6 separate regions of the Mus musculus genome follow, and regions 2, 3, 4, 5 and 6 are each linked to region 1. A link is a contact called in public Hi-C and promoter capture Hi-C data. All regions are on one chromosome and are shown on one strand. Each heading gives the region's core, a stretch centred on a gene start, on an enhancer-like site or on the middle of the called end of the contact. The rest is flanking DNA. Distances are from core to core; before and after follow the strand shown.

Evidence for each region. Promoter capture Hi-C pulls out the DNA fragments that hold promoters and counts their contacts. A called contact is a pair of places that touch in the nucleus more often than the background predicts.
Region 2: a contact with region 1 is called in a promoter capture Hi-C map of pre-B cells, with 3 times the contacts expected there. The contact joins the promoter of Sap30bp here to the promoter of Atp5h in region 1. A contact is called at or near these places in 6 of 39 promoter capture datasets (cranial neural crest, erythroid cells, frontonasal cranial neural crest and 3 more), 1 of 484 Hi-C or Micro-C datasets (CD4 T cells), 1 of 115 datasets of contacts at active chromatin or transcription factors (pancreatic cancer cells) and 1 of 9 other capture datasets (liver).
Region 3: a contact with region 1 is called in a promoter capture Hi-C map of liver, with 3 times the contacts expected there. The contact joins the promoter of Trim65 here to the promoter of Atp5h in region 1. A contact is called at or near these places in 4 of 39 promoter capture datasets (erythroid cells, liver and pre-B cells) and 2 of 115 datasets of contacts at active chromatin or transcription factors (memory CD8 T cells and pancreatic cancer cells).
Region 4: a Hi-C map of B cells shows a contact between it and region 1, with 6 read pairs. The contact joins the promoter of Rnf157 here to the promoter of Atp5h in region 1. A contact is called at or near these places in 1 of 39 promoter capture datasets (pre-B cells) and 1 of 484 Hi-C or Micro-C datasets (B cells).
Region 5: a contact with region 1 is called in a promoter capture Hi-C map of pre-B cells, with 4 times the contacts expected there. The contact joins the promoter of Acox1 here to the promoter of Atp5h in region 1.
Region 6: a contact with region 1 is called in a promoter capture Hi-C map of pre-B cells, with 3 times the contacts expected there. The contact joins the promoter of Wbp2 here to the promoter of Atp5h in region 1. A contact is called at or near these places in 1 of 39 promoter capture datasets (pre-B cells), 1 of 484 Hi-C or Micro-C datasets (pre-B cells) and 2 of 115 datasets of contacts at active chromatin or transcription factors (bone marrow-derived macrophages and memory CD8 T cells).

What each region holds. Positions count from the first base shown.
Region 1 is chr11:115,418,151-115,421,586 of GRCm38.p6, reverse strand. It overlaps Atp5h (ATP synthase, H+ transporting, mitochondrial F0 complex, subunit D), which reads left to right and starts at 1,668. Exons shown (of 6, transcript NM_027862.1): 1 at 1,668-1,695; 2 at 3,071-3,201. The coding sequence starts at 3,080. Kctd2 (potassium channel tetramerisation domain containing 2) reads right to left here and starts at 1,461. Exons shown (of 6, transcript NM_183285.3): 1 at 1,081-1,461. The coding sequence starts at 1,419.
Region 2 is chr11:115,932,283-115,935,287 of GRCm38.p6, reverse strand. Sap30bp (SAP30 binding protein) reads right to left here and starts at 1,629. Exons shown (of 11, transcript NM_020483.3): 1 at 1,507-1,629. The coding sequence starts at 1,612. Recql5 (RecQ protein-like 5) reads left to right here and starts at 1,796. Exons shown (of 19, transcript NM_130454.2): 1 at 1,796-2,499. The coding sequence starts at 2,370.
Region 3 is chr11:116,129,803-116,132,853 of GRCm38.p6, reverse strand. It overlaps Trim65 (tripartite motif-containing 65), which reads left to right and starts at 1,726. Exons shown (of 6, transcript NM_178802.4): 1 at 1,726-2,268. The coding sequence starts at 1,849. It overlaps Mrpl38 (mitochondrial ribosomal protein L38), which reads left to right. Exons shown (of 9, transcript NM_024177.3): 7 at 1-111; 8 at 298-434; 9 at 724-1,037. The coding sequence ends at 860.
Region 4 is chr11:116,411,636-116,414,777 of GRCm38.p6, reverse strand. It overlaps Rnf157 (ring finger protein 157), which reads left to right and starts at 1,746. Exons shown (of 19, transcript NM_027258.1): 1 at 1,746-2,081. The coding sequence starts at 1,994.
Region 5 is chr11:116,197,259-116,200,404 of GRCm38.p6, reverse strand. Acox1 (acyl-Coenzyme A oxidase 1, palmitoyl) reads left to right here and starts at 1,360. Exons shown (of 14, transcript NM_015729.3): 1 at 1,360-1,809; 2 at 2,024-2,183. The coding sequence starts at 1,701. It overlaps Ten1 (TEN1 telomerase capping complex subunit), which reads right to left and starts at 1,550. Exons shown (of 4, transcript NM_027107.1): 1 at 1,422-1,550.
Region 6 is chr11:116,085,162-116,088,344 of GRCm38.p6, reverse strand. It overlaps Wbp2 (WW domain binding protein 2), which reads left to right and starts at 1,350. Exons shown (of 8, transcript NM_016852.3): 1 at 1,350-1,478. The coding sequence starts at 1,420.

The DNA of each region.
Region 1 (3,436 bases), core at 419-2,918:
CTATTGGCAGTTCTCCTGAGCCCAAGGCCAACATCAGTGGGAGTCTGCACTGGCAGCTGCAATCTCACACACCCTATCTCTGTGCCCAGAGGAAGCTTGGTACTGCCAGGACTTGGCTCAGAGCAACTTTAATCCTACTCATCTTTACAGTAAAAGAAACAAGAAACTGGCTTGTGTTGGCCATAAGGAAGATTTAGGGTATATAAAAATAATTCCCTATAAACAGGAGTTCTGGAATCTCTTAAGGTTCCCATCAATTTGGTATCAGAGAACAGATGAAACTGATTAAGGGTTTATGCAAGTCTACTAACCATGGGAGTGCTTTATGGTATGGATGCGTTTGAGAGTCAAAGGTCAACCTGCAAAAGTTACAGTTCAAACTGGAAATGAATGACGTCTTGCCACTGCTCAACCCTGTGTTTGACGCTACACATTCTCTGGGTCCTAACCTATCAGCCCATCTTTCCAAGGAGTGCATTTACTTTCAAAAATGTACCGAAACGGTGACTGTTACGGCACAAAAGGTCTGGGACCAGGATTTTATCACCACCACAGGATGTATCACAAGCACTTCCTGCAGCCTTCAGTAGTGGACGCTATCATTAAACCCCGAGTTTAATACCACTTTACACAGGGATGGAACAGGACCTGAGTCCTCCGAAAGTGACCAAGATGTGGTCATTCACCCTGACCCAGTTCTGAATGCATTTGGCACCAGCAGCAGGGGGCCGCCCGGGAGCCAAAGAAAAACTCATGCAGATCTGAGAAGGGGTGGTCCCCAGGAGGGGCAGGGAATGTGACAGGAGCACGAAGGGGGCTCCCGTGGGTGCAGGTAGACAACTCCACGCAGGAGCAGCTGAGAAAAGAGCGGGGTGCGAAGGGAAACCGGAGTGTGCCTGAAGATGGGGCAGAACTGGGACGGGAGATCATTCTGAGGTGGCCAGTGCTAACTCGGGGGGAAGAGAGTGGACTCAAGTCCGGGTTTGCAGGACCCGCTGGAGGGAAACGCGTCCCAGAGATCGGAGCACCAGCCTGGAATGGGTCCCAACACCCGGGGGCGCGCCCGAGGGCGGGGCGCACCTTGTCGGAGTCCAGCTCCGGGTCCTCCTGGCAGCACAGGCGGCAGAGGAAGGACTTGGGCTCCCGGCCTAGGGTCTGTCTGGTGGTCACGAAGTAGGTACCGCCCACGTTGAGCCGGACCCAGCGGGCGGCCCCGCCGCCTCCCGTCCGCTCCGGAGGTCCGGGCCCGGGCTCCAGCGGCTGCGCGGCGGCGGCGGGCTGGCGGCCGTGTCCGCGGGGTGTCGGGCCCGCAGGGCGAGGGCTGGGGGGTCCGCGGCCCGAGCCGCCGCCGTCGCCCATCGCACTGCTGCCACCCCCTCCCAGCCCCGCCACTGCCGGGTCCAGCTGCAGCTCCGCCATCTTGGGCCGCCGCTGCCCGCGCGCCGCCGGGCCGGCCGACTCCTCGGCGGGGAGAGCCGGGCCGGCCCATCGGCGGGCGTGGGGCAGGGGGAAAAGGGACCCCGACGGCGCAGGCGCCGCGCCCGCCTTCCAGGACGGGACTCCATGCTCATTGGCTGAAGTGTGACATGAGACCCGCCTATTGCTCGTTCGGATTGGCCAAGGAGAGAACTTCCGGCAACTCTCTTCCGTTCCTTGCTTGCTGGAGAGAGAGCACTCCGCCGGGGGTCGGTGAAGGTGAGTGGGGTCTGAGGTGTTGGGTCGAATCTCCACGGACTCTTTTGTATTGTATTCCAGACCTCGCTTCCACACTTGTTCCAGCTCCACGGAGGACATCGGGCCTTCGAGCTGCCCCGCTAGCAGAGCGCCCGAGGTCACTGCTTTGCCCTGCTCGCTTTCCCGCGGGGCGAGCCTGGGGCCTGGCAGTGACTTAGCCAATCACCGTGAATTTAGATGTTGCCACAGACTTTTGTCTCACACTGTGTGGCGATCTCAGGAGTGGAGTTTAGGGGTCGGGAAAGCATCACAGAGTTAGGGTGGTAACTTTCAGAGAGGACAAGACACCTAGCAGACTTCAACTCTACGTCCTTCCCTTCGAATGGAGGATTCCTATTCCTCATGAGGTTTACCGATTGATCTAATTAACTATTGGTCATTCTCTATGCTTATGACCTGTGTATGAGAGCAGGCTGGCCAATTTGTCTGAGAAACAACCAGCGCTAGAGATGAATCAGATAACAAAAAGTCTGTAACTCCTGCTTTCTCCAGTGCACTTCGTTCTCTGGCATCCTTAGTTCACTTGACAACTGTCTTAGTCTCTGTCTCTGTCTCTTAGAGACGTAAGCTGTACTGAGGAAGGAAGGAAGGAAGGAAGGAAGGAAGGAAGGAAGGAAGGAAGGAGAGAGACCGGCATTTGACAACTTTGATCGATAGGAAGGTATCCCCCACTCAGAGCTTGTGTAGATGGTTTCCACTTTTCGGTTGGCTCTCTTCATAGTTATTTTCTGTATCTCGTCTTGTTTTGGTCTCAAGACCGCTTCAGTCACTTTCTTTTCACAGTATCATTTGTGTAAAAATGCCTCTGAAAGTGCACAGTATGTGTGCTGTGGACAGGATGACCTGGGCAGGACAGTTCGAGTGAATGGCCGGGGTTGTGGTGGAGAGTCAGTGGCCAAAACACAGTAGCTTAGTTAGCCTTTGGGCAGCTTATGACTTCCTTTAGAAGTGTCTGCAAAGAATAGAAATGAGTTGGGATAGAGGAAGGGCAGCCTGGTAGGAGAGAACATGTTTATATTCTGGGTTGTAGAGCTTTATTTTGATGTATTGAGACAAGCTCCCACATCTCTCATGTGACCTTGAACTTTGATTCTCTGCCTCTACCTCAGTGTTTCTGGTGCTGGAGAGGGAACCCAGGACTCTGTCCATGCCAGGCAAGCATTCTAGCAACTAGCTACATCCCTAGCCCTCTTTCCTGGTTTAAATCCGAATTCTTTCATCTGTTGCATATATATACCCATCAAATGCTTGAGCTGATCCGTCTCTTAACGACTTGTATTTCTCTGGAATGGTCTCCTTCAGGGGTTCTCTCCAAAGGCGCTGTTTTGTTTTCTAGTATCCCAAGATGGCTGGGCGTAAACTTGCTCTAAAAACCATTGATTGGGTATCTTTTGTGGAGGTCATGCCCCAAAACCAGAAGGCAATTGGAAATGCCCTGAAGTCCTGGAATGAGACCTTCCACGCCAGGTCAGTATGCTGTAAGAGGGAGCCCCCATCCTTGATGCTGAACCTGGAAGCAATGTTTTGACATTTATCACATCCACTTAGTATTTAGTAAGTATATGAGTTCGAATCTGCTGCTGTGTGTGCCATATCAAAAGGAAAACTTGTGGGGTTGGCTCTCTGCCTTCAACTATGTGATGAGTCTTGGGTATTGAATACAGGTCCTCAGGTTTAGCAACAAGCCCCTTTACCCACTTAG
Region 2 (3,005 bases), core at 380-2,879, 510 kb before region 1:
GTTTCTGAAAATTGAATGGCCAAGATTATTTCTGAAGATAAAAAGGGAACCTAAGTCTCAAGTAAGTGGCTATAGGCCCAGATTGAATTTGTACTTAGGAAGAACAATTTAATACCAGGGGTTGGGGTTGGGAATTTAGCTCAGTGGTAGAGCTCTGGGTTCTGTCCTCAGCCTGGAGGTTGGGGGGGAGGAAGAAAAAAAAAGGAAAGAAAGAAAAAGAAAAGACCAGGGGTTGTGCCAGGAATGGCGGTGCACACCTTTGAACCGAGCACTTGGGAGGCAGAGGCAGGAGGATCTCTGAGTTCTAGATCAGCCTGAGTTCCAGGACAGTCAGGACTAGAGGGAGATCCTGTCTCAAAACAAACAAAAACAGGGGTATTGGAAGATGACTCTTATACGAGTGCATAATGTACAGGGTTTGGTGTCCCATGCTTTTAATTCAAGCTCTCTGGAGACAGGGCCAGGCAGATCTCTGTAAGTTTGACAGTTCAGTTTCCAGTACCCACATCAGGCAGCTCACAAATGCCAGTTTCAGAAGAGCTGATGCCTCTCTCTGTCCACCATGGGCAGAACTCACATGCAAGGCCCACTCCATATGTACAGATGTATATGAAAAGAAAATCAAGCATTAAATTCATGTTCTAATATTTTCAGGACAGGCTGGGGAAGTAACAAAGTAGTGGGATGCTTTCCTAAGAGTGTAAGGCCCTGGGTTTGGTTCCCAGCAGTTCCAAAGGTTGGGGAACTATTACATGCTGTTGGCCTATTAGGGCAGTTAAAGTCTTCTCCTCTTTGAACCAGCCCAACAGGTCGTTTAAACTCCTGTTTTGACATACCACACACATCTCTATCTTGTTTCATGTGCAACCTCAAAAACGCCTTCTATGCACAAGACTGTCTTCCTCATTGTTTTGCCCCTACTTTGCAGATAAGAAGACCCAAAGCTCTGGTATATCAGGTAATTTGCTTCCTTCAAGAAATCTGTTCCCTCTATGCTTCGCAGTCTGAGGGCAACCGATAGGCTTTTAAAACTCACCAAACAACAGAATCACCCTACCGCCTTAAAAGGCTTGTCTAGCATATTCTATGAAAAAGCCCAGAATTATGCACTTAGGAGAGATGCATTTTTAAAAACTCTAGGGCAGACTTAGAAACGATTCCTTAAAAGTTACCAACTTAACGAAACACAAGTTTTACTATCCTCCAGGTACATTTCACTCCTCTCTTCCCCATCAAACAACGAGACAGTGATGTCTCGACAGATGCGTACCCCCCTTGGTCCACCCTCTGGCCAGCATGACGCCTTGCGTAGAGGATCGCAGAAAGAGAGATCACTCGTACTGTAGTAGAGGTTCTAATGCTCTGTCTGACCTAGGACATCCACTGCGCTTTGGGGTTCCAAGACCCGATACCTGGAGCACAAAGAGCATCTTCTCCCCATGCCCCGCTAGAGAGGTAGCATTTGGTAACCATAACAGACCCTCCCCTTTCCAGCTCAAGTCTCACCAGTCGCTCCGCCTACAGCGTCGACTCCAGTTTCGCCATCAGATTCAGGGTCTGAATATTCCGCATAAATTGCAAGAGACGACAAAACATTTTTCTTCCCCGCCATCTTACTCCCACAGCGCGGTGTGGCTCAGGCCTATGACTCATAAGCCAATTTAGGGGCGAGAAAACCAACTTCTTCCGGATCCCAGGAGACTCCGCGCCCGAATGACAACCAATCAAAAGGGCTGTGTCTGGGCATGGCTCCGCCCCCATGCTCAGCTCTTGGAAACGTCATCAGCACGGGACGGAAGTAAGGTCTTGCGGCTTCTACTTCGCTGACTTCTCGGGCGGTTTGGCTTCTGAGTTCGAGTTAGGGAGTAGTGTTCTTTGGAAAGCTGCAGAGCCAACCGAAAAGAGCCTGGGGTCTGACATCTTGGAGAGCATTTGTCTGGCAAAGGGCGAGAGCTGTTGACTTGGGGGCTCAGAGGAGGAACGGGGGGTCGGCGTCCTTGATGAATGGTATCTATGGCTTCGCTTCTAGAACAAGGACCCTAGAAAAAGGATTCCAAGTTCTCTGGTCGACTTTGAAGACGTTTGTGGGCTTTGTTGTGGTCCGATTTGTAGCTCTGTCCACCTGACCTGGAAAGTTCATTGTTTTTATTTTTATTAAAGGGAGAAGTAATGTTAATCCCTCAGGAATGTATTGCGTGAAGCAATTCAGCCTTCACTTTTACTGCTGGGGAATGAGATATTTAAGTGTAACATAGCAGCTTACTCGGCAGGAGAAACATAGGCTATATTTTAACGTGGAGCAGAGGGTTTTTTCGGGATTGCCTTTGCCCACCTTTGCGTTAACCTTTTGGCTGCTGCTTTTTGCAAAGATGAGCGCCCGTCCTTTCTCCACTCCCTTCGACCGGGAGCGGCGAGTCCGGAGCACCCTGAAGAAAGTCTTTGGGTTTGATTCTTTTAAAACACCTTTACAAGAGAGTGCGACCATGGCTGTAGTGAAAGGTAACATACCAAGCTACCTGTTTTGCAGACTGCTGGCGGTACCGTAGTAGCTCTGTGGCACAACACCCTCTTAACTTCCTACCTCCTCACCCTTTGGAAATCTTTGAAAACCACTGGTTTGGAATTCTTTCGTGACCAAAGCTAGTGGGTATTTGCTGGGAATCTATTTGTTTATTGATGGTCTATGTAGCCCTGGCCGGCCTGGAATTCTCTATATACATCAAGTTGGCCTCAAATTTGAGCCGGTCCTTCTGCCTCTGGATTATTAAGTACTGGTATTACAGGTGTGGGCTATCATAACCTACAAATTTTGGACAGAACCACTCACACTTCTGGTTTTTTCATAGCCAGACTGACAGTCTGTCTTTGACTTCTGTTCCTAGATTCCCATTCTTGTCCCTGTGCAAGTAGTAGCAAAAGTGGCAGTAGTGCTTAATCTTGTCAGTGACCTAGGTAATCATTTCCTTGAAGAGCGAGTAGCTTGAGTTCCAGGTAGAAAAGGAGAG
Region 3 (3,051 bases), core at 477-2,976, 710 kb before region 1:
CTACCTCCCTCCTTTCCCTGCTCGAGGCTCTGGCTTCCACCGCTTTGCCTTCTTGCTCTTCAAGCAGGACAAGCCAATCAACTTCTCAGAGGACACCCGTCCCTCACCCTGGTAAGCGACACCCCTGTTTGTCCCCTGAGCCTCAAGCCAGCTCTCTGGGATGGTGGCTCTTGCTCTTTCCTGCTCTTGGTGTAGGTCTTGCGCTTGGCAGCAGTCCCGCGTGCTGGGTGCACTCCAGGGGTTTCCCAGGATTGCCTGCCTGCTCCCTCCCCTCACATGCTGCCCATCTCCTCATAGCTACCAGCTGGCCCAGAGGACCTTCCGCACTTTTGATTTCTACAAGAGACACCAGGAAGCCATGACTCCAGCCGGTCTGGCTTTTTTCCAGTGCCGCTGGGATGACTCTGTCACCCACACCTTCCACCAGCTTCTAGGTAAGGGCTTAGTGGTCAGGCAGGCCTGGGGATAAAGACCTTTCCTGCCATGCCAGGAGATGGCCTTTGAAAGCCAGGGTGAGCCGGGCGGTGGTGGCGCATGCCTTTAATCCCAGCACTCGGGAGGCAGAGGCAGGCGGATTTCTGAGTTCCAGGACAGCCAGGGATACACAGAGAAACCCTGTCTCGAAAAACCCAAAAAAGTCCCTGGCAGAACTCCAGCCTCACAGGCAAGGAAGGAGGCCCAGGTCAGCAGAAGTCCACCACTCTCCCCTTACTTTTCTTGCAGACATGCGGGAACCTGTGTTTGAATTTGTACGGCCACCCCCTTACCACCCCAAACAGAAGCGCTTCCCCCACGAGCAGCCCCTACGCTATCTGGACCGATACAGGGACAGTCATGAGCCCACCTATGGAATCTACTGAGAGACTCAGTACATTCATCTCCGAGGGGGAACTGTCGCAGCAGCTGGAAGGTCACACCTCCGGAGAGAGCCATCTGAAGCCAACTGAGACAGTCCCATGCTGGCCTCTCCCAGGACACCCAGGGGCTTGTGGATGTGCCTCGATTCTATGTGAATAAAATACTTTTTTCCTGATGCCAATATGTCTTCACTTTCGGGCACCCAGACCCTTTTAGTGAAGCTTTAGTGCTCTGTGGGTGAGCAGAAGGTGCCCAGCAGCCCGGTAGCTGGGGGTACACATGAAAAGTGAACCTTTGCCCAGCCTGTGATCTTTGTGAAAGACAGCCCCGGGATCAGAACCTCCTCGAGGAGAAAGTCCTGCCCCTGTCAGACCTAGCAACAGATTGCTTGTTACCTTAGCATATTTCAGCCCCCACCAAGGCCTGGAGCCCCCACTGTGAGGCTAGAGGCCTAGAAACAAATCAGTTCTGCCTACTCCATTAGGAGTGATCTCTGATTCATACTGCCTTTGGGGACCCTGGAACTCCCATCTGCTCTGCTCAGCTGTAGAGGAGATGACAGTAGCCTGTCTTAGGGTTTTACTGCTGTGAACAGACACCATGCCCTGGGCCTTTAATCCCAGCACTCAGGAGGCAGAGACAGACGGATTTCTGAGTTCGAGGCCAGCCTGGTCTACAAAGTGAGTTCCAGGACAGCCAGGGCTACACAGAGAAACCCTGTCTCGAAACCCTCCCACCCACTCCTCCCCCCCAAAAAAGAGTCTAGGGAAGGAACACAAATAGTCAGGGTGGACCGGAGGGAGCCGCGCCCCAGCTCCCAGTGCGTCAGAAGGCGGGCAAGCAAGGGTGACTTGGATCCCTGCCAAGGAACGTTCTAGTGCACCAGGCTGCGCACTGCCGCGACTTCCTGGACTGTCTTCCCCAACGTAGTGCTCGCACTGGTAGCCTCGGCCCCTTTAAGAGATCTGAGCACTGGGCCTCGCTTCCGCCATGGCCGCTCAGTTGCTGGAGGAGGACGTGGTGACTTGCTCCATCTGCTTAGGTCGCTACCGGGACCCGGTGACGCTGCCCTGCGGGCACAGCTTCTGCGGGAACTGCATCCAGGATTCATGGCGTTCCTGCGAAAAGTCGTGTCCGGAATGTCGCCAGCCCTTCCCCGAGGGCGCCAAGCTGTCCCGCAACGTGAAGATGAGCACCTTGCTGCAGGCGCTGCCCGTTCTGCCGGCGCCGCCCGCCGTGACTCCGCGCCGGGACTCCGCCACAAGCCACAGCGCTCGCTGCCTGCGCCACGGGAGGCCGCTCGAGTTCTTCTGTCGCACGGAGGGCCTCTGCGTGTGCAGCGCGTGCACGGTGCACGACTGCAGCCACCACGAGCGGGCGCTGCTGGACGTGGAGCGCCGCGTGCGCGAGGTGCGGGAAGGGCCTCTCCGAGGGCCGAAACTGCTTGTGGCCAGGGCCAGGGGCTGCAGCAGGATCTGCGGGTTCCCATATGAACCCAGAGGGCACGTGCACCTGACTGCTGCACGCAGCTCTCCCCAGGTCCTCTGAATAAAGTAGAGCCAGAGTGTTAGGTCAGGGCTGGCAGCCCCATTCGCTAAGGTGGCCAGCATTCAGTAAGTGTGATTTCTGCCCTTCAGAGACTGAAGGATCTACTCAAGGGTCAGATAGAGTCTCAGCAAAACGTGAATGTAGAGTCAGCAGGGCCAGTCTGCATGGTGGTCGTGACTCTTCCTCTAGGGATGTGCAGTGCCTTTCCAAGCTGAGACAGGGTGATGATGTCATCAGATTTCTGCTTTCTGGAGTCTGAGCCCCAGCTGGGGTGTGGAGGGGGTAAGAGATGAGGGGTAAGAGGAAGGAGGTCTCAGCTGCAAAACAAAAGAAATGAGAAGTGAGTGGGAGCCCGGTGCCCAGTGGAGAGAGTAAGACGCAGGACAAGGGTTTCTTCGGGAGACCGGGCTGCTGTGTGCTGAGGTTGGGTAGAGAGTAGCTGGTTTGGGATATGCAGTGTGTGGGGTACACAGACAGGGGTGGGGGCACAGACATCTACTGAGAGCTGGGAAGAGATGCGGACAGTGAAGTGAAAGAAGTCGCTATGGTATCCCTAGAAGGAGTGGAAATTTGTTGGGCAGGGGATTACATCCTGACAAAGCTGTAGAGATGGCGGCCAGGGCACAAGCAGTTACAGGAGGGAGA
Region 4 (3,142 bases), core at 497-2,996, 990 kb before region 1:
CACGCAGTCACCTGGCACCTGTGAGGAAGGATCTGTGTGTAGAGAAAGGAAAATAGAGGGAGGCTACAGCTCTCCCCTAAGATACCTCTGGAAGCCTAATGGTTAGGGCTGGGGGGCTGCAGGGAGAGCTCCAAATTCAGGTGAGCCCTGTGACCTGGATGAGGGTGTCTGGAGCAGGGACTTGGCCTCCCTCATTATCACCCGATGTGCATGATAGGAGTGGGTGCCTGGCTTCCAGGGGACCTTGGGGGAAAACCAAGGCAATTTTTCATAAGTAACTTTAACACAGAGTCAGTTAAATTCAGGTGAATGAAAATGCAAAATACTCTTGGGAGGCAGAGGCAGGAGACTCAGAAATTCAAGGCCACATTGGTTACAAGAAGTTCTGGGTCAACGAGAGCTACATGAGATCTGGTCTCAAGGTGGAGGGGGAGCCGAGGAACTGAGATATATCCCTAGAATCCACACAGTTGAAGAGAAAACACTTCTGCAAGTTGTCCTTTGACCTCTAAAATCACCTGGCGATACAGGAGAGGAACCCCCCCCTGCCAACACACAAATAAAATGTTAACATCAACAACAAAACTTAAACCACACCAACCCCTGCAAACCACACACACACACACACACACACACACACACACACACACGGGGGGGGGCGGGGGGGTGAGAGAAGAGAAGAGAAGAGAAGAGAAGAGAAGAGAAGAGAAGAGAAGAGATCAGGAGACAGACAGATCTACAAAACAGTTTTACAAACCTAAAGAAGGGAATCAGTCACCCCAAACTACTGTGTATGTTGTTGAAAGTTGACGTCATGCTGAAACAGTTCGGAACCTTGATCAGTCTCCCCCCAGAGAAACAAAAACAAAACAAAAAAATCCCCAAAACCTCATCATACCCACAAATACATAAATGTCTGTAATTAACTGAGCAATGACGTCTTCTGCCTGCCCACTGTGTGTGTGTGTGTGTGTGTGTGTGTGTGTGTGTGTGTGTGTAGGGAAGTCCTAGATCTGCCCTATCAAATTCCCTTTTTGATTCGAGGACTGTTCACTGATAGGCCACACAAGGCTCTTTCCAGTGTCTCCAGAGAACAGTTCACAAGGGACAGGCTCAGAGTGACTATCTTGAGTTAATGCCTACCAATCCAAACCCTAAAGGCTACCCGAGCTGTCCCAGGAAGGAGGTTACAAACAGCATTTACGGAGGGATGGCCACATCTTAGCTGACCATCCCAACATCCCCTATGCAGTCTTGGTGACATTTGGGATGTGAGGTTGGCAGAGCACTTGGGGTTCAGGCGGTAGGGGCATGAGGGATGTGGATGCTCGCCCCTGGGCTATGACCTCGACAGACGCGGAGGAGGCGGGGCTCTGGCTGCCAGGGCGGGGCGGCTCGCTGTGGGATTCAGGGACAAAGACGCGCGAGCTCGAGGCAGGCCTCCCCGGTGCCACGGGGGAGGCGCACCCGGAGCAATAATCCCACCGGGACACCGCTCGGGTGCGGCGGGGACCATGCTTCTTCCACCCGCCGTGGCCGAGCAGCTCCGGGAGACTCAGACCCTTGCCCGTCGCTGCCGCCGAGCCCCAGGCCGCATCCGCGCCGCAACCTCCGCGCGAAGCACGCGCCGCGGGCGCCCACCGCAGCTCGTTTCCTATTGGCTGGCCGGCCCGCGGGCGCTCCCGCCCCGCCGTCCCATTGGCTGAGGCCGCCGCGGTCCCCCCGCGCGCTAGCCGCCGCTGACATCACGCGGTCTGAGGCGGCGGCGGCGCCCCCGGGCTCAGCCCCGCAGCCCCCTCAGGCAGAGGCGCCGCCGCGGTGCCCGGCGGAGGATGGTGCGCGCCGTGCGGGCCGCTCCCCGCAGCCTCAGCCGCAGCAGCGCCTCAGCCGAGCGGGCCGCGGCGGGCAGCCGACCCCCGCACCGGGCGTGCGGCCGGCCGGCGCGCTGAGGCTCGGACGCCGGAGCCCGGGCGACGCCGCGATCGCAGCGGCCATGGGGGCCCTGACGAGCCGGCAGCACGCGGGCGTGGAGGAGGTGGACATCCCGTCCAATTCCGTGTACCGCTACCCGCCCAAGTCCGGTGAGGGCCGGGCGCGCGCCACGGGCCGGGCGGAGGGGAGGCCGCGCGTCGGATGCTGCGGGCGGGCAACGCGGTGGCCCGGGCGGCCCCGAGTCGGCCGCGGAGCGGGGGAGGTCTTCGGGATGCAGGGCGGGGGGCGCTCCCCATCCCGGGCCTCGGCGACGCCACGCGGAGGACTGCAGGTGCCTGCAGGGTCACCGAGGTCACCGCTCGCGTCCTCCGTGGTAATCTGCTCTGCGACAGGGACGCGCGCCGCCGGGGATGCGGCGTTGCAGCGGCTGCGGGTTGGAGAGGCATCCCTGACAGGCACCTGTGCCAGGTGTTGTCCCCGGGCTGTCGCATCCATGTCCCTTGGGACAGCTAGAAGTGCGTTTCTGCGAGCGTGAGGAGTAGTGCGGGAGGACGAACTTGCTTAAGCAGTTCTTCGCTTTTCTGGAGACTATCAGGGCGGGGATTGGGGGAGAAACTAAGTTAACAGAGATGTGTAGGAATCTGACAAGAGTCACTTGGATTGCCCCTTTCCTAGTTTCTGTCAAGGAGATGGCTGGAGACAGAGCAAAAGTGTTTTCTGTCGTACACTGTCACTTGAAACAGTCAATGCCTCCATCAGCATCAGCATTGCAGGAGAGTTTTGACAGCAGATGAGAAAGTAGTCCACTTGAGTGAGGACTGCTGTTCAAGCTGCTGGCGAGTGACCCAGCTACATGTCCTTTATCATCACCTTTATCTAAAAAAAATTTTTTTTTGCTTGCTGATCTCAAGACCCCCGGGACTCGTGTCTACCACCTTCCCTCTGGCTTGAGGACCTGGTGTGGATTTTGATGCGGGAGTAGTGAGTGAGGTGTCAGAATTGGACAGGGTCCCATTCTCTCTTGGTAGAATAAAGACATGCTAATGAGTCGAGCTGATTTCTCAGCAGTACATCCAGTTTCTGCCAGGTGGAAGCTGGGACCAGACAATGAACCTGCCTCCCTGCGGAGTGAGTGCCAGTAGCTCCCTGTCTTGCTGCTTTTGTGCCAGAGAATGAGTCCTAGCAGAAATGAGTGAGAACCACTTTAGAG
Region 5 (3,146 bases), core at 111-2,610, 780 kb before region 1:
GGTCTACAAAGTGAGTTCCAGGACAGCCAGGGCTATACAGAGAAACCCTGTCTCGAAAAACAAACAAAACAAACAAACAAACAAACAAACAAAAAAGAAAAGAAAAGAAAAAAGAAAAGAAAGTGCATTAAAATATTGAATTTTGGGGGCTCCATTAACTTTGCATTCAGGCTAAAGCCTTCATTCGTTTAACCCATTCTCAGCACCGTTACTGTAAAAGGGTCTTACATATGTTGTTACAAGGGCAAGTTAGAGAGGTAATGAAGAAATGTAGTTCTTTTTTTTTTTTTTTTTTTTTTTTCGAGACAGGGTTTCTCTGTGTAGCCCTGGCTGTCCTGGAACTCACTTTGTAGACCAGGCTGGCCTCGAACTCAGAAATCCACCTGCCTCTGCCTCCCCAGTGCTGGGATTAAAGGCGTGCGCCACTACCGGCGTAGTTCTTTTTGGTGGCATGAAATCAAATGAAGAAAGAGTGCATTTTACTTAGCACTTAAAGGCTTTTTGAAACAAGGCATTACACAGCCCAGGCTGCCTTCAGTCCGATTCTATATAGCTGATAATGATCTTGGACTTCGTGATCCTCAGACCTCCACTTGAAGTTGCAAGCCTGTGTGTGCCACGGTGCCCAGTTTATGCTGTGCTTTGAGATTATATTTTGGCTTTAGTGCATGCTCGACATCTCCAGCCTACTACTTAGCAATTTTTAAGGAAGAATTAAAAAACAAACTGGTGAAAACTGGCTGTCTTTGAGGCTCAGGAACTCTTTGTTATAAATCCTACGCTAGAACTTCTTAGGCGTAGGTACATCTTCGATGACGATAATGATATGGCAAAGTAAAGTCTAGATTTCAAAATTTCTAGGACCTGCCCTGCCGGTTTAGGTGGGAAAAGACTTGGGCTATAAAATGTAGAGAAACTGGACCTGTTCCCTCTCGCTTTAAATCCAGGCCCAGTGCATAAACCCGGAAGCTCCGCAGGACCAGGTCCTTGCATCCCAAGTCTCTAACGTCAGTCAAGTCGGCAATATTTTTAGCCAACGACAATGAACCGTCTCCCGAACGTAACCTTTGTCCTGTTACCCTTTCGCTCCAATTTGTTTGGGTTCCAGTAAAATCAACAGCTTTCCTCTATTAGCCTCCTCACCCCGCCCGAGACCCTTGACACCCATTCCCTTCTGGTTTCCGGGGACACTGTGGTGAGAGGACCCCCCCCCCACACACACACACACCCACCGCCCTAGCCTGAAAGGAGGTGAGTCCCACAGCGCAGGCGCAATCCCGCCCCTCAAGGCCCTGGCCAATCGGTTGCGCGCGTCTCCAGGGCTCTTTTCCTCCCGGAAAGATCACGTGAACCTGGAGACGTGAGGTCCGGGAAGAGCCCCACTCCCTTTCCAGTGCCACTGCGGTCCCTTGACCTTTTACCTTGCTTTCCTTGGCGAGGAGCCGCTCGGGGACCTCCCCTGGCCCGCAGCAGGGGATTCGTCCGTCCGGCGGGCGGTACCAGCGTCGGGGATTGCAGCCGGTCACGTGAGGAGTGGCGGCGGGGACGGGGCGGGGACGGCTCGAGGGGGCGGGGCCGAGGGCTGTCTCGCTCCGCTCATAGGGCCTGGTCGGCGCCTGAGCTGCGGAGACAGGTTGTCATCGCTTTGGTGCCTGTCACTTCTGTCGCCACCTCCTCTGCCCCCAGCACTGGTCTCCGTCATGAATCCCGATCTGCGCAAGGAGCGGGCCGCCGCCACCTTCAATCCAGAGTTAATCACGCACATCTTGGATGGTAGTCCGGAGAACACCCGGCGCCGTCGAGAAATCGGTGAGCCTGGAGGGCCGGGCCTCTTATACCGAACCAGGCGAAAGACCCCCGTGAATGAGGATTTGGGGCCTCTGGAGTTGAGGGGAAGCGGGGACCCCTACTTCGATGGGCGTCCGGTGTCAGGATTAGGAGGGGAACGTCCTCTGTTCTAATCTGATGGGAGTCAGGGAGGGTGAGTACCTGTTTCTCTTGATGTCATTTAACCCTCTTTCAGAGAACTTGATTCTGAACGATCCAGACTTCCAACATGAGGACTATAACTTCCTCACTCGAAGCCAGCGTTACGAGGTGGCTGTTAAGAAGAGTGCCACCATGGTGAAGAAGATGAGGGAATTTGGCATCGCAGACCCTGAAGAAATCATGTGGTTTAAAAAGTAGGTGTATCTTAGCACATTAGTGTATGCCCAAACTACAGCTGCAGTCTGGGGAGGTCTTCTTACCGCGCATGTCGTTTAAAGGCTTAAATTGAATACTTCATGATTCAATTTTATGTGTGAAAAATAATATTACTTTTGCATCTAGATCTTTTAGTAGGATAGCATAGCATAGTTGTAAAAATGCTAATAATGAACGGTTGTGCCCAAAATTGTTTTTTTTTTTAATTTTAACAAACTTTAAGGGATGGTGAGGTGGCTACCTGGCCTAATCATCTAATTTCAATTTGTAGAAAGAGAGTCACCTCCCTTAGATTGTCCTCTGACCATTTGCTAGAGGTGGCTGTTGTACCCCCACACACAATAAGATGAAACTTTAATTTATAAAGTTCTTTTGAACTGGGCCACGGTGACCCATGCCTTTAATCTCAGCACTTCGGAGGAGGCAGAGGCAGAGGCAGGCTGATCTCTGATTTTGAGACCAGCCTGGTCTGCAGAGCTAGTTCCTGTTCGTCAGCCAGGGTTACATGGCGAAACTGTGGGAGAGGGTGGGCCAGAAGGCCGGGCAAACACTAGTGAAGCCCGCTGGGGGGATGGGGGAGACAGAGAGGCAAATAATAAAAAAGCTTTTTGTTCCAAACATCCCTATGAAAGTTCTTTAAGTGCAAAGTGAACCTTCACTTTGTAAGAAAGCTTCCCGATACCAAAGGTGTGGCGCAGTGGAACACAGATTGCCTAGTGTCTCAAGGCTGTGGGTTTGAGTCTCAGCACTGAAGACAAAACAGAGAGGGGGTGGCGAAATCCGCCTACTGATTTTCTGAGGAACTGTATTGCAAGACCAGACATTGAACTATTTTGGAACACTATCAGATTCTGTTTTTATGTAATGGGTAGTTTGAGTATAAAGTAATAGAAAGTGTGAGAGTCCGTGGAGAACCTGTCAGACCTCAGAATGAATCCGAT
Region 6 (3,183 bases), core at 101-2,600, 670 kb before region 1:
CTGGGCTGGCTAGGGACATAGTCCAGCTTAGAACAGTGCTTTTCGTGATGTGCATGAATACTGGACTCAACTGATCATCATAACTTTGTAAACCCAGGCTCGGTGGTACACACCTGTAATCTCAGGACTCTTTCTCAAAAACCAAACAAACAAAAATCTGTAGCCATTTGACTTTTATTAGTGTGCACCTAGAAAAACAAACAAACAAACAAACAAACAAACAAACAGACAAACAACCCCAAAGCGAACAGAAGGGTCTCTTGCACTGTGAGTTAATAATGTACCTGCCATTTCCCAGAACTGTTTTACTCTGCAGCTGAGGCTGGTCTGGAAATCATTATGCAGCCCAAACTGGCCTCAAATCTGTGGCAATGTTCCAGGATGTAGGGCACCATGCTGTCTGCTTCAAACCAAACACTGGTGTCTTAAGGTTAAGGGTAGGTACGCTAAGATGCCACCCAGAAACTGAAGAGTTCTCCCAACCCTCGACAGCCCTGCGAAAGATACAACTCAGAGGTGGAGTTTAGATTCACTACAGCGCAGTGGGGAGACACCCACTAGCAGAAACGAGTCAGTGGTATTTTCAAAGTCCTACCTGGCGGTTGGTCATGTGCTTTGTCAGTCCACTCAATTATTCTAGGTCCTGTTTAAACCCTGCTGTTTAACTTCTGCAGCGGGATCCGCTAGATCAGAGCAGGAAGCAGCGCCATCGCGAGGCGGCAGGCGGCAGGTGCTGGGCGGGGAAGAGGGTGGGGAGCGGACCGCTCAGTCCCCAGAAGTTCACAGTCCGACTCTGGGTCCGGGATCTGGATCTGGGTCGATTAAAGTGGCGTATTTTATTTTTTTCGGGCTTTGCCAGTCCACTGTAGAAGGGACTGCATCTCGCACTGCTCTGTAAGTTTGCAATGAATACCCAAATGTAAGCGCGAACTACTCATGACAGTTGCGGAAATGAAGACGGCTGGTTACGTAATGTTTAAATGTACCATACACCAGATCATCAAATTTAAGTTACATTTCTTCGATTGAGTTTGCTTAACATGAGGAAGCTAGGATGAGAGAGGCGTACAAATGTTTAAGTAGTCTTGTAAATATAATCTCTAGCCTGGCCTATAATATAAAAAAAGACTACAAATTCCAGAATGCACTCGTCACTAAACGCAGGGCGAGGCCGCGGTTGCCGGACCACTGCCTGCTGGGAATTGTAGTTGGCTGCTTGTTTGTGATGCAGGTGCAACTTGGGGGAGGGAGAGCGGGAGTAAACTCTCCCCACGTGACAGTCCAGATCAGGTGGTTGGTCAGCCTGCGCGCAGGAACTATGATTGGCTGACTGTAATACGAACGACGCCACTAGAGGCGGGCCAAAGACCAGCGCAAGCGCAGAGCGTTGCGAGTCTCGGGACCCCAGTGGGAGAGACTATGGCGCTCAACAAGAATCACTCAGAGGGCGGCGGAGTGATCGTCAACAACACTGAGAGGTGAAAACACGGCGGAAGGATCCTGGAGACTTGAAGGGCGGGTGTCGGCCACTGTGTGTGGTGGGCGGTGGGATATGGTGGAGAAGGAAATTGATGGAGCGCTGTGGGGGGGGGGGCGTGGGGGGGGAGGAAAGAGGGAGAAAGGGGTGGTAACGGCCGGAGGCGGGGCTGGAGGGAGTGGGTGGGTCGTTGGGGAGGGCCGGAGTGCTGATCAGCTGGGGTGATGGGTGGGGGTGGGGCCAGAGAATGGTGTCAGGGTTTGTTTGGGAAGCCGAGTGAGGCCCACGGGTGATTTCTTGAACCCCTTCCCAAACGAAGTCTTAAAACATAGTTGCTATTTATTAGGCGTTCACTACGTCTTTACTATGCTGCGTCAGCTCTACCTTAGGTAATACATAATCCTGTGCCGCAGAAACTATTAGACACATTTTACAGGTAGGGCAAGTGACGCCTAATGAGGTTAAAATAACTTAGACCATTGTGCTGTGAGTAACAGAAGGGGAATTGAAGGAAGGTAACTTGGCCCCAAAGTCAATAGGCTTAACTACTCCTGTACAGTTTTCTCGTATATTCCAGAACTTCTCAAGTTCCAAAAGAAAGGCTGAGGCCCTAGAGGTGGTGGAACTAAATGTCTGTCAACTACTTAACCCGGTGACCCTTATAAAGGCTTGTCTCTTGCCTGGTTCTCTTGAATTCTTAATGGCTTGTGTCAGTTCCCCGAACAAAGGTCTCCCAACTTTAAGATTCTTTTTTTCTCTCCCCTCCTTGAACTGCTGGGCTTCTCTGTTCCTCTTGTTTCTTGTTCCTTGGAATTCTGACTCTCCTGACTTGCACTATCCGGGCTTGGATTAACTTGAGAGCCAAGAGAGACATGATGGAGGTCAGAGCCCACACCCAGTGTAGACAGGCACCCATCTTGGGACTTGTCACCTGGGAAGCTGACTCAGAGGAGAAGGTGGCAGTGACAAGGCCAGGTTCTGCTGACCTCGTGTGCGTAGGTCTTGGGAAGGGGCTGGCCAGCACATGTGCCTGGTGACCACTTCTTTAACCTGAGCTGCCCCTCTTTTATTGCACCAAGAAAGGATATTTGGGACAGGAGGAGACAGCTGAATGGAACCATACGAACTCAAACCTTTTTATCTTGTAATCTGAGAAACCTTACATTGTTTTCTGGTATACTTTGTCCAGTTCTTTGGCTGAGCCAAGTACTCTGATGCCATCTAATGACTGTCCCCACTTCTACCAGTCTCTCTGGTTTTTGAGGTATGGTTTCATTCCTGTAGCCCAGGTTGGCCTTGAATTTGAGGCAGTCCTCCTACCTCAGGCTTTTAAGTGCAAGGAATTCACCAGGGCTCTTTAGTTTCATTATTTGGGAGTGATTCCTTTTTGTTTGTTTTTCCAAGACAGTGTTTTTTGTGTAATAGAGCCCTGGCTGTCCAGGACTCACTAGGTAGTCCAGGCTGGCCTTGAACTTACAGAGATTCACCTACCTCTGCCTCCTGAGTGCTGGGGTTAAAGGCATGTGCTACCATACTGGGAATTTTTTGTCTCTTAAACTGAGTCTTACCTAGGTGGTATCTACCCTCCTGGGCCTCAGCACCTGGTTCATAGCTCATTGCTACCAGTAGGGTTCTAAGGAATAACTTGAGCCACACTTCTGAAACAAATGTGTCAGCAATAATTGAAGTTTAAGTATGATGCTCAA